Regions from separate parts of the Pan troglodytes genome. Here region 1 is linked to region 2. Evidence: chromatin contacts called from public Hi-C data. All regions are on one chromosome and are shown on one strand. Each heading gives the region's core, a stretch centred on a gene start, on an enhancer-like site or on the middle of the called end of the contact. The rest is flanking DNA. Distances are from core to core; before and after follow the strand shown.

Region 1 (6,725 bases), core at 995-3,494, 51 kb after region 2:
TATCCATTCAAGATCAAGCTGAGGTTTAAAGCAGACTAATGGCTGTCACATGAAGCTACTGTTTGTCAGTCTTCAGTGAACTCAAGCAAAAAACAAGGAAATTGGAAATGGACAACATAGTGAGTCAAAGAATATTCACATTGTGGGGAAGCAGCCCCTGAAGAAAAGAAGCTTCTTGTGTGGAATTTGGCAGTGGTACAAGTTATTCAAGGAAATGCATGTTAGTGTTAAAAAGTTATTCTGTTATTTCAAGGGCAGGGTAGGTCGGAAACTATGTCATATTCTATTGCCTGCTTAGGTGCAAAACTTCACACCACTACCACATTATATTGTCAAATATTCTGGACTTAAAAAAAACAGTTATGTATCCACTTTTCTTTTTAGTCTATGTTGTAGTATAAATTGAGTAAGAAAAGAAGCAATATAAATAAAATTCTAGAAAAGAATTTCTCTCCTCAGAGATCCCCAAATGAATAATTTTCTCTATCCTGTTCAAGGGGGTCACATTTTCCTTAACCCTTAACCTATAGAACAAAAGAGAACATATAGAACAAGAGAGTGGATCCTACTCTCAGACGGGAGGGAGAAAATCTTGATTTCATTCAGAGATGCTTGATTCATTCAGAGAAATGAAGTGATGATAAAAGCATAATGAGACTTTTCAGTCAATTCTGTGGAGAAAAGAGAAGACACACCCATCCCATGAGAGGGTGAAGGCCAAAAGAGAGAACTACAAAATATCCTGTCTAGGGATGGATTTCCACTTTCCTTAGCACCCAAGAAAAGATTAGGTGTAAGATTCTATGGGATTCCTTCCGCTTGAATTCCATAGTACAGTGCAATGCTCCAAAGATCACAGATTTTGGAAACAGATAAATCTACATTAGTCTTTAGGGTCTGGCTATCCCTTAGTAAGCATTCTCTAAATGGTGGTCATCTTAGTTTGGATTTCCTCAGAAACAGACCCTGAGACAAAACTTCAAATGCAAGTAGTTTACCTGGGGGTAAAGAAAGCTGACAAGGAAGTGGGAACATGAGGTAGAAAAGGGAAGGCAGCTGACATAGATGTTTGATCAAGCCAGCTACAACTGTGGGCAACTGGAGTTGGATTCTGAAGAAATTCTAGGTGCTAGTGGAAAACATACACCTTAGAGTCATCCCATCTGAGAGATGAAAGAACTAAGCTGCTTACGTACCAACTCCAGTTGGTCATGGAGGGTTGCTCTTGGTGTCATTACTGTGGCAAAGGGCTTCCAAGCAAAGAATTGCAGATGCTGACAGCTGGAAGTCCAGCCAATGCACACAGAAATGAAGGTGAGGAAATGTGGACGGGTCAGTTGCAGTGGTATAAGAAGAAAAAAGGAGAACATGCTCCTTTAGGGTGCAGTGACCTCATCTTCTGTTGTTTCCCAGTGCTGTCAGATTTTAGGCACTCAATAAATGATGTGTTGACTAAATATGATAACTAATGAATGAAATGAGTTAGCTTTAAATCTTGGCTCCATCTTTTATGAAAAACCTCTTTCCTCATATATAAAAACAAATCTCATTCCACAAAATAATAAATAAAAGAATCTAACATAGTACCTGACCCACGGCAGAGACTGACACATATAAATAATGCTCTATAAATAATTTTATTTATTTAAATATAAATAATGTATTTTTTTCTTTTTTATACCATGGAATCCTCCTCTGTTTATTTTGCCTTCTCTGTTAAAGAAGCAAGGTGGCAGTAGTACTTTGCAGGGCCTGAGTTCAGAAATTTGCAATATGTGTTGGCCCACTGGAGGGGGTCTACACCAACTGTCCTTCTTAAAGGTCAAATTTATTGACTTACATATGCAGGGGAAACTGTGATAGTAACGCTTTCAAGGGAGCGCCAACAACTGATTTAATTGTAGACTTTGAGCCAAGAGCACCACCATGCAACTATGAATGTAGTCCTAAAGAATAACACTCATTCTCTTAACCTTCCTCCTGCTGCCTTACACTTAGATCAATGGCTGCCTTGTTTTTGCCCTGCTACTCACTAGCTGATACTCAAAAGTAAAAATATAAAAAATAAACAAAAGCAAAAGCAAAGCATGAGAGAAAAGAGTCTATTTTCTGCCTTCTCATTCTCAAAAGTTTGCACACTCTCCTATTCTTTTAATTGTCTATCTCAACGCCCAACATGTATATTTATTTCTGGAATGCAGCCAGATCCTGGGTCTGAATTCCAGAAGCTCATTTCCCAGTTTCCATGAGACAAGGCCTCAAAAATGTGAACCTCTCAGAGGACACATGCAAGATGATAAAAGCTTACATTGTACACACACAACTTCTTTCATTAAAAATTTTAACTTTTCAAAGGAAAAGAGAAAGGCAATTGATTCTAGAGTCCAATTTTTCTTCTTACCTTCTAGCAAATGTGTGGCTCAGGATACACTTTAATATACAAAGTGCTAAGCACTTTGACTAACCTGAAGAATGCTTATTTCCACTTAAATTGCCTGGGTTTTGACTTCAAATTCATGTCACAATGATTTTTAAATTTTGAGATCTTTAGAATACTAGGATCTGTCTGTACCAGGTTTCCAGGAACCAAGAATGAGTGAGAGATGAGGCCAATTGAGCCAAGACCCTAGCAGGTAGCAATGGCTTTGAGGGTAACAACTGTACGTGAAGTTCCCAGGATCGTGCCAAGAGAGTATACTATTAGGAAAGCCGGAGAGTAGGCCTTGCAGGGAAAGTGAATGCTAGTGACCATCATGAAACCAGAGCAGACAGATTGAGCGTGGACACAGCCAACTCAGCAGTAGATGAAGCTGGATGAGCACAGCAGATGTACTACATTTTGAACTAAGCAAGGGCTAGAAAGGGACAAACAAAATGAGATAAAGTTTGGTGTAATGAGCACTCCTTCATAAAAGACCATCAGTTGTGGTGCCCAGCTCATAACCGGGGCTCATCAGCATGTCGGGAGGCATGAACCTAATGTGCCCCAGCAGATCATTGTTCTATCAGTTTGCAACTTATGTCTGATTCCCTCTTTTAACTGGTTTCAGTCCCTGTTAGCTTTAAACCATCTAATGTTTGTCTAGTATTTCTCCTTGAGTACCAGGCCTTGGGGGTTTTTTCATGGCCTATCCATGTGATGGGATATACCCCATCCAAACAATCAGAGTGGTCAGAGTCTAGCAGAAGTAAAAAGCAGCAGGAAGCAGCACCTGGGAAGATGCAGAGAGCCCAGTTGAACTCCCATTGTTAATAGAAGTAGATGTGCAACCCCCCTGCCATTTCACCGAGCAGGGCACCTTAAGGATGCCACCAAGTTGACTGACTGTTGCACACAGTTCATGCATTCCACTTTTTTTTTTTTTTTTTTACCAGTTTATCAAGATATGGGGTAACATAGATGGAAGGGTTCTTTGGGATCACAAAGTGACAATGCAGTTTTTACTTTGAAAGAAATTTTTCAGGCTGAAAGTTAAAAAGGTCTTAGATGTGTACCTTAGTAGTTTTATGACCTTCAGCAAGAGTCCAGTCTCTCCATCTATAGGACTTCCCAGAGTTTTGTAATGCTTACATGAGCTAGCATGCCTGTTACAGAGCAGGACCTCAGTCAAGTTACTTACAGCACGGTGATAAAAGCAACCCAGGAAGTCTTGTCAATTGAGAGTGAAAAATAACCCAAGAGATCAAGAGTTATGGGGTGGAGGGGGAAAACTCTCCCAACAGCAAAGAGAGTATTTACTGTTTCTTTGTGCATCATTCCCTAAGTTACTATGATGTTGACAGTTGTCTTTTGGTTAACAGTTGTCTTTTGGAAAGCCCTGTCCTGTTGTAGACCCAGGAAGTGCCTTAGAAATGTACATGAGAGGGAGGAAGAAGGTGGCTTTAAGAGCCAGTACGAAAAACCTCCCAGGGTTTAAGTACCTGCCATGGGTCTGTCCATTTCACCATGAATAGAGAAAGACTCTTGGTGCGATCTACCCTCACACCCTGCATTTAGATCCAGTCCAAGGTCCTTCCCACAGCCTGCAAGGCCTTATGTGATCTGACCTCAGCCTACCTTTCCATTTCTCATACTACTCTCTCGTTTACTGTACTCCAATAACACTGACTTTCTTTTTGTTTCTAGAACTTTCTAAGACTCTCCTACCTCAGCCCAACTTATAAACCTCTTTGCATGTCTGGCTTCTCATTTCTTATTAGGTCTTGGCTGAAATGTCATCTCCTCAGAAAACCCTTCTCTAATCACCATGTGGCATACCTCTACCTCACAGACACTATCACTCTGGAACATATCGTATTGGGGTTTTTTTTTTAATAATACTTACCACACCCTGCAATTAGCATATACAAACATGTTTATTGCCAGTCCCCTTCTGTTGGAATATAAGCTCTATGATGGCAGGGAATAATCTGTTCAGTGTTTCAGTGTGAGGTAGCAACTGCTGGCCATGATACAGAAAATCAGCCAAGTATCATCTTTGGCATATGAGTTGCCTACCTATGCTGGATACCTACAAAGCACTATTGCATAGCTTATACTATGTTGGATACTTATAACAACTTCATTAGGTAAGAATGTTCCTTTTTTTTTTTTTTTTTTGAGACAATGTCTGGCTCTGTCACCTGGCTACAGTGCAGTAGCACAATCTTGGCTCACTGTAATCTCCACCTCCTGGGCTCAAGCGATCCTCCCACCTCAGCCTCCTGAGTAGCTGGGACCACAGGCATGCACCACCATGCCTGGCAAATTTTTGTATTTTTTGTAGAGACAGGGTTTTGGCATGTTGCCCAAGCTGGTTTTGAACTCCTGGACTCAAATGATCCACCTGACTCATCCTCCCAAAGTGCTAGGATTACAGGTGTGAGCCACCATGCCTGGTGCCTTTGAAAGATGAGAAAACTGGCTGGGCGCGGTGGCTCATGCCTGTAATCCCAGTACTTTGGGAGGCCGAAGCGGGCGGATCACGAAGTCAGGAGTTCAAGACCAGCCTGACCAATATGCTGAAACCCCATCTCTACTAAAAATACAAAAATTAGCCAGGCATGGTGGCCCATGCCTGTAGTCCCAGCTACTTGGGAGGCTAAGGCAGAAGAATCGCTTGAACCCGGGAGGTGGAGGTTGCAGTGAGCCAAGATCATCGTGTCACTGCACTCCAGCCTGGGCGACAGAGCAAGACTCCGTCTCAAAAAAAAAAAAAAAAAAAAAAAGAAAGAAAGATGAGGAAACTGGAAACTGAGGTTCAAGAAGGCTGTTACTTGCCGTGGTCACATAGCCAGTAAAAGCTAGGGTAGAAATAAAACTTGTTTATTCCCACTCAGAGCCCTATATTGTCTGGGATGTAAGCTTTTTTCTATGCTGGAAAACCTCACTTAAAATGAAAAAAATATATATATATGCATATATATAACATAGAAATTACAAATATAAATTAATATACATGCACCAAAGGGCATTCAAAAATAAAGGTTTAGGCCAGGCGTGGTGGATCACTCCCGCAATCTCAGCACTAAGGGAGGTTGAGGTGGGCAGATCACTTGAGCTGAGGAGTTTGAGACCAGCCTGGGAAACTTAGCAAAACCCCACCTCTACAAAAATTAGCCGGGTGTGGTGGTGTCCACCTTTAATCCCAGCTACTTGGGAGGCTGAGGTGAGAAGATCACCTCAGCTCAGGGAGGTCAAGTTTGCAATGAGCTGTGATCATGCCACTGCACTGTAGCCTGGGTGACAGAATGAAGTCTTGTCTCAAAATAAATAAATAATCTCATACATCTCCAAGAAAAAAATACTGCTGAAAATGGAGAAGAAAACAAATAGATATTGAGGAATGAAAAAATGTAGTTGACATAAGTGCAAATTCAGGTTCAGATGCCCAGGACAGAGTGTTCTGTACATCGGTCTGCCAAATCAGGAAAGCTTCCTCTGAAGGCAGAAAAGAATCACTTCCATTCTACAAACCAAGATCCACAGCGTACCCATGTAGCCTTTGTGGAGAAAGTCATTAGAAGAGGGGGAGAAACAGTGCTTAGATTTAGTAGAGAATCTTCGCCTCATTTTGTTTCATTGAAAAGTGCCTGGGATGTCAGAGCACAAGAGATGGATGGACTCCTGGGATGAACCAAGTGGGAGAACAAGGACTCTGCACTGTGGCCCTTTGGATAAGATGTTCACTGTTTGGAACTACATCAAAGGGAGAGATGTGGAAGAGTCTGTCTATGGATTAGTTAAGATCCAGCATGTCCTTTGAGGTTTTGTTTTTTCAAAAATTGATAGAAAGTCTCTCATTATGCCTCTCCAATCACACTGTGGGCTCACTAAAATGAGATGAATATTTCTTAAAATAAATTGTGTCCCCTGCATAGAAGGCAAAGCCTTGGGAATCTATTAGCTGTGAAAGAAAGCAGAGTTCTTACTGATGCTAAGACCCATTTGGTACAGCATGTCAGCATGCTACTTGAATAAAAGTTATTTCCAACAACAATGATAGGAAATATCAAAATTAATTTGTGCTAAAAAATGCGTAAGACTTTAAAATAATAATTTTTAAAGGTTTAAAAGTTAAAGAAAAACATGAGTTTCCCTTTTTTCTCAATCTAATTCAATTCAACAGACATTTACCAAACATTACATATGTGCATGTGAAAGACATGGTCAGACTGAGCCCAACTTAACCTGCTTGCCTTAGTTTTTAAACAGGTTTTTCTAGTAACCTGTGTGCACACTGGCC
Region 2 (6,223 bases), core at 2,799-5,298:
AAGCTTTTAGAATAAAGCACAGGAAAACATTCTTGTGATATTGTAGTAGCAAACATGCCTTTTTAAAAACCATACAAAGCCATGTCAGGATATAGGTAAAACCAATGGTTCTTTGAATCTCTCTACTCTCACGAAATCATTCAACACTTCTGATGCCAGAGGGTGGGGGGTTTTCCCCACACACCAAGCAATTCTCTGGCAGATTCTACAGTGGACATGAGCTAAGTATCCTCTAATTCAATTGAATTCTGTCACTATCTGCCTGGAGATAGTGTCAGGTCCCACAAGTTGAGGGTTCAGTCCCACAAGACTGCCCCCACCCCCCTTCAGATGCCAGTCACAAGCACAGAATGTGGCCTCTGCTTCTGAATGACCAGCTATCCATCGGATTCCCATGACCTCCACTTTGGTTTGATTAATTTGCTAGAGTGTCTCACAGAACTCAGGTGTCTTAGTGCATTTTCTGTTGCTTAGAATATCTGAAACTGCATAATTTATAAAGAAAAGGAAATTATTTCTTACAGTTATGGAAGCTAAGGAGCCCACGGTGTAGGGGCTGCATCCGGTGAGGGCTTTCTTGATGGCGGGGACTCTGGAGAGTCCCGAGACGGCACAGGGCATCACATGCCAGAGAGCTGAGTCTCTCTTCCTCTTGTTATAAAGCCACCAGTTCCAGTACCGTAATAACCCATTAATCCATCAATGGATTAATTCATTCATGAGGGTAGAGCCCTCGAGACCTCTTAAAGACCCCACTTCTCAATACTGCCACATTGGGGATTAAGCTTTAATATGAGCTTGGAGGGGATAAACATTCAAACCACAGCATCAGGGAAATACTTTACTTATGTTTATAGGATATAATAAAGGATACAGATGACTGGCCAGATGAAAAGATACATAGGGCGAGGTCTGAAAGGGTCCCATGTGCAGGCTCTCCTATGCCCATGAAGTTGGGGTATACCACCCTGCTGGCATGCAGATGTGTTTGTCAACCCAGAAGCTCTCTGAATCCCATAGTTTAGGAATTTTTATGGAGGCTTTATCATGTAGACATGATCAGTGATTAACTTTATTTCTAGCCCCTTTCCCTTCTCTGGAGAATTGTGGCAAGTTGGTGGGTTAGGGCTGAAAGACCCCAGCTTATAATTATGGCTTAGTCTTTATGGTGACCAGCTCCCATCCAGGAGTCCACCAAGAGCTACCTTATTAAACGATGCTCCTGCCGCCCAGGAAATTCCTAAGAACTTTAAAAGCTCTAAAATTCCTAAGGACTTTAAAAGTCAGGAACCAGAGTAAAAGTTCGAATATTAGAACAAAAGGTTCTCCTAGCATCCTTATTGCTTAGGAAATTACAAGGGTTTTAAGATCTCTGTATCAGGGACTGTGGGCCGAGAGCAATATGTGTATTTCTTATTATTTTTACAAATAGTAACATAAAGAAACAAAATGTATAGAGTATATTAAAATTAAAAACATCTCTTCATCAAAAGATATATGCTTAAGAGAACGAAAAGGCAAGCCTCAGAGTGAAGATATTTGTAATACATATCTCTGCCAGAGGACTTTACTCATAATCTATAAATAACTTCATAATCCAAAAGAAAAGACAATCTAATTTAAAAATGGGCAAAAAGGCCATGCACAGTGGCTCACACCTATAATCTCAGCACTTTGGGAGGCTGAGGCAGGATGATTTCTTGAGGGCCAGGAGCTCAAGATTAGCCTGAGCAAATAGCAAGACTCACCACCCCCCATCTCTACAAAATAATTTTAAAAATTAGCCAAGTGTGGTGGTGTGCGCTTGTAGTCCCAACTACTATGGAGGCTGAGGTGGGAGGATCTCTTGAGCCAAGGAGTTTGAAGTTACAGTGAGCTGGGATCACTCCACTGCATTCCAGCCTGGGCAATAGAGAGACACTGTCTCAAAAACAAAAAAAGAGAGAGAGGGAGAAGAAAGAGAAAAAAAAGAAAAGAAAAAGGGTAAAAGATTTAGATACTTTACCAAAGATATTCAAATGGCCAATGAACGCATGAAAAGGTATCCAACTTCCGTAGTTCTCAGAGAAATGAAAACTGAAATCACAAATGAGATACTACTGTATACCCACTAGAATGGCTAAAATGAAAAGGACAGAAAATACCAAGAGTTGGCAAAAGGGGGAAGCAACTAAAACTTTCCTACACTGCTAGTAGGAAAAAAAATGGTATAACCACTTTGGGAAACTATTTGGTAGTATCCACTAAAGCTGAACAGGAGATTATCCTATAACCCCCAAATTCCGATCTTCACTGAGACAGGGACAGGGTTAAAGGAACCAACATGAGATGGTGAAGTGTTCTGAGGCTAGCATTAGCTGTCCTGGGACAAGGAGACAGAAGAGTTTTTCAACACAGGGAGACCTGTAGCTGCAGGAGCGGCTGGCCAACAGGAGCTGTGTCCTCTAACAAAGGGATACAGCCCTGGCAAACCTGAGGCCCCATCTCCCATTTCCCTCCATTATTATGACGGGAAACCAGGGCCAAGGGAGCATGCTGACAGAGCCCACACAGCTCAGCTCCCTGGGTCCCCGAGCAGCAGGGAGAAGAGGAGGGTATAGATCTGGAGCGGCTAGCAGAAAAAGTCAAGCTCACTGTCTAATGTCCGAACTGGAGCATGGACTCTGAAGTCAGATGACCTGAATTCAAGTTTGGTACTGCTTACCAGCTGTGAGGCCTTTAGGCAACACATTTAACCTGCCCATGCCTGTCTCCTCTTTGGCAAAATGGAGATAATAATCTACCTCACAGAGTTGCACAACGAGCAAAAGAGTGAATACATGAGTGAATTCCGTAAGTGGTAGCTATCATTTTTATTTTAAGCTTTGCCCTTCACATATTCTATGCTTATTTAAACAGAGGAGTTGGTTAAATCTAAATATACTTTGTATTTGTAATTATGGGGCCCCCTTCAATAAGAATGTCCCTCAATCTGTTTTTCTAGACCCTTCTAAAAACCTCTCGAATGTTACTTTCTCTGTGAAGACTTCCCTGAGCTCCTTGTCCAGGAAGAACCTCTTCTGTGCACCCAGAGACCCATGTCCCCTCCTCCCCAGTGGCCCGTCCCACAGCCCTCACTGAAAGGCAGCCAAGCGTGCATGTCTACTCTCATTTCCTTAAAAGCAGAACCCAGACCTTGTTCTTATTTTTGAACTAACTCTAGTATATAGCACAATATTTTATATAAAAATGTTTGTTTCCCTGAATTATATTGGAATTTCAGTATATTGAAATTTACTTCAAACAAGTTTGCCATTGGTTGACATTTTAAAATCCTATTGTTATACTAAGTATTTGCTGAGATGGTTTTTACTCTGTATTGTCACTGGCAACAAAAGCGAGCTAATCATAACTACTATTTATTAACTATCTACTTTGTGCCAGGGCTTTATATTTTATGTCATGTGATTCTTACAACCAGCCCATGAAGTAGGGACAGATGAGAGAAGGCTCAAAGAGATAATATAATTTGCCCAACGGCCACAGCAGCTAGGAAGTGGCAGAGCTATGATTCCCACACAGACTTCCACAAGGCCTGTGGTATTTCTGTGATGCCACGTTGCTTCCCATAATTAGTATATACTCAAGAAGTGTGAACAAGTACCTCCGAGCTTTAGTTACTTTCTTCATTTATACAATGAGGGAGAATTGGATGCTCTCTTAGATGGCTTTCAGCTCTAGAATATATGATTTTAAAGCAGCATCTCTGTCTGTTCCTATCATGTGCCTGTGCTGATTACTGCTGGAGACACTTCTTTTCTCATAAAATTGGTTAGAAAAATACAGCTGTTCTCAGTTTCCATCGCACAAATCCAAGAGGCAGGACTGGTGAAACTGCCTTCTATAGGACTCCAATTTCCCCTTCTTTAATTTCATGGGTTACAGTGAAGTCAACAAGAGTGTAATTTGTGTTTGCATAAAACCAGAACACAAAGGAAAAGAGCCAGACATTATTGAACATTCAGGAAAGAAAGAGTCCCACACCAAAAGGGCAAAGTTCAGTACTGTTAGCTACTCTCGTTATTCAGCAAATATGCCGCTCATCTGCTTGTAATAGCACAGTGCCAGCTCTCTCTAGCCTTTCCATTGCCTTTGGGAGATAAGAAGGAATTCAGTTTCTATTTTGTCAAAATGGAATATACTTGATGATTAAGGGGATATTAATTAAGGTAGCATTAATGAAACCATGCCACTTCTAAACTCTGTTTGTGATTCACAAAGAAAGAAAAAGTCAACCAGTCCTCCTTATACACTGCCTCAAAGAGGACGAGCTCTCTCCTCCTCCTATCATCATCCATTTATTTTGTCTGTCTGTTAATCTAACCATCCATCCATCCATCCATCCATTTAATCTATTCTCTCTCTCTTTCTTTCTCCCTCCCTCTCTCTGTTAATCTATCTTCCTTGAACTATCTATCCATCTGAGCCTCAGTCCAGTTCTAGGAAAGTACGCATACATCATGACAATTGCAATTAAGACAAAGCAGTCACCCCATCTGTGTGAACTCCCTGGGAACTGAAAGTGCAAACTCTTAATCTATAAACATGAAATAAAAACCTGCCCAAAGCAACAGCCTATCTCTGATCATATAGAATTAGATTTTTCTGTCTCACAATCCAGGGAAATACAACTTTGTATGACTAGAGGCAAGAGAACAAACTATAATTGACACAGAAGGAGAGAGCTGAGGACTTCAAATTGCATTGCTGCCCTGCTAAAACCATCCAGGGGTTTCCCATCATACTCAAAGGAAAAGCCGAAGTCCTCACATTGACCAGGGGCTCAATACACTTTGGGTGCTCTGCTCCAGCCATGCACGACCTCTTTCCTGATTTTTATTTTATTTTATCTTTTTATTATTTTATTTATGTATTTATTTTTGAGACGGAGTCTTGCTCTGTTGCCCACGCTAGAGTGCAGTGGCGCAATCTCGGCTCACTGCAACCTCCATCTCCCAGGTTCAAGCGATTCTCCTGCCTCAGCTTCCCAAGTAGCTGGGATTAAAGGTGCCTGCCACCACGCCCAGATAATTTTTGTATTTTTAGTAGAGACAGGGTTTCACCATGTTGGCCAGGCTGGTCTCGAATTCCTGACCTCAGGTGATCTGCCCACCTCAGCCTCCCAAAGTGCTGGGATTACAGGCATGAGCCACTGCACCCAGCCCTCTTTTCTGATTTTAAAAAACATGTCAGGCATGCCTTGCTGTAGGACCTGTGGATTAGCAGTACCTCTGCCTTGGATATTCTTTCCCCAAACATTGCACAGTCTCTATGTCATGTTCCTCTGTTTTTATTTTTCTATTTTATTGATTTCCACTCTGATCTTTATTATTACTTTTTTCTTGTTTACTTGAGAGAGCAAATTATTGTTTTAAGCCACTAAATGTGGGAATTTTTTTTACTTAGAAAGAGATTACTGAAACACAAGGAAAAATAGTTTCTCTAGGAAAAAGCTACTTTAAGAAGTTCCAGATGAATGCTTTTAGTTAGCCCAGACATACTGTTGGGGTTAAGAGTTGTTAAGGTGTTTGGCTGATAGACTGTGAAATCAGAAATCATACAATGTCAAAGTGAGTAAGAAGTTATTTTGCTCAGAGAGCTGAAGTGACTTGTCCAAGATCACACAGCTAAATAGGAACATGCCTTAAAACAGAAATGGACTCTCAGTTCCATATACGTCTCTTATTTGTTCTACAAATATTTATTAAGCACATTCTTTATGTAAGGCACCATGCTAGCAGCTAGGGATAACACAGACAGCCTTATCCTTATAGAGGTTACATGCCATCAAGTCAGATAGACCTTAAGTAATGAAATAATCTTTTTGTTTGTTTAATTACAATTGTGATAAGAGTCACAAAGGGGAATAAGGTGCTTTGAGAGTATATAATACAGAAGTGGACTCTGAAATACTCTGGGGAGAAGAGAGACATTTAAGCCAAAAGGAAAGGATGAGTAAGAATTGACTGAATGAGGAAGGGAATAGGGAACAATCCAGGCAGAAGGAAAAGCATGACCCTGTCTACTACATCAAACTGCTTCTCTTACAATATCATGGCGCTCTTCATTCTTCAATGCCTGGGTCATTGAGATGATTAGGAGACAAGGACAGCAAGTCGAAATACATAGGAGGATAATGGAATGAGGTCCAATAAGGGTGGATCTCTCCTGACTGGGAGATTTA

What was found. A called contact is a pair of places that touch in the nucleus more often than the background predicts.
Region 1: a contact with region 2 is called in a Hi-C map of stem cell-derived neural progenitor cells, with 4 times the contacts expected there. The contact joins two enhancer-like sites. A contact is called at or near these places in 4 of 7 Hi-C or Micro-C datasets (blood, induced pluripotent stem cells and stem cell-derived neural progenitor cells), 1 of 1 datasets of contacts at active chromatin or transcription factors (stem cell-derived excitatory neurons) and 1 of 1 other capture datasets (stem cell-derived neural stem cells).

What each region holds. Positions count from the first base shown.
Region 1 is chr3:53,678,972-53,685,696 of NHGRI_mPanTro3-v2.0_pri, forward strand. The region is part of intron 4 of SHROOM3 (shroom family member 3); the gene reads right to left. Among named protein-coding and RNA genes, the nearest start is that of CCDC158, 23 kb to the right of the region's middle. Within about 2 kb of position 2,245, at least 3 of the 24 cell types and tissues checked have an H3K27ac peak or open chromatin away from gene starts, as enhancers often do. A contact at or near this core is called in stem cell-derived neural progenitor cells and stem cell-derived neural stem cells, where this site is marked.
Region 2 is chr3:53,625,918-53,632,140 of NHGRI_mPanTro3-v2.0_pri, forward strand. The region is part of intron 4 of SHROOM3 (shroom family member 3); the gene reads right to left. Among named protein-coding and RNA genes, the nearest start is that of CCDC158, 76 kb to the right of the region's middle. Within about 2 kb of position 4,049, at least 4 of the 24 cell types and tissues checked have an H3K27ac peak or open chromatin away from gene starts, as enhancers often do. A contact at or near this core is called in stem cell-derived neural progenitor cells and stem cell-derived neural stem cells, where this site is marked.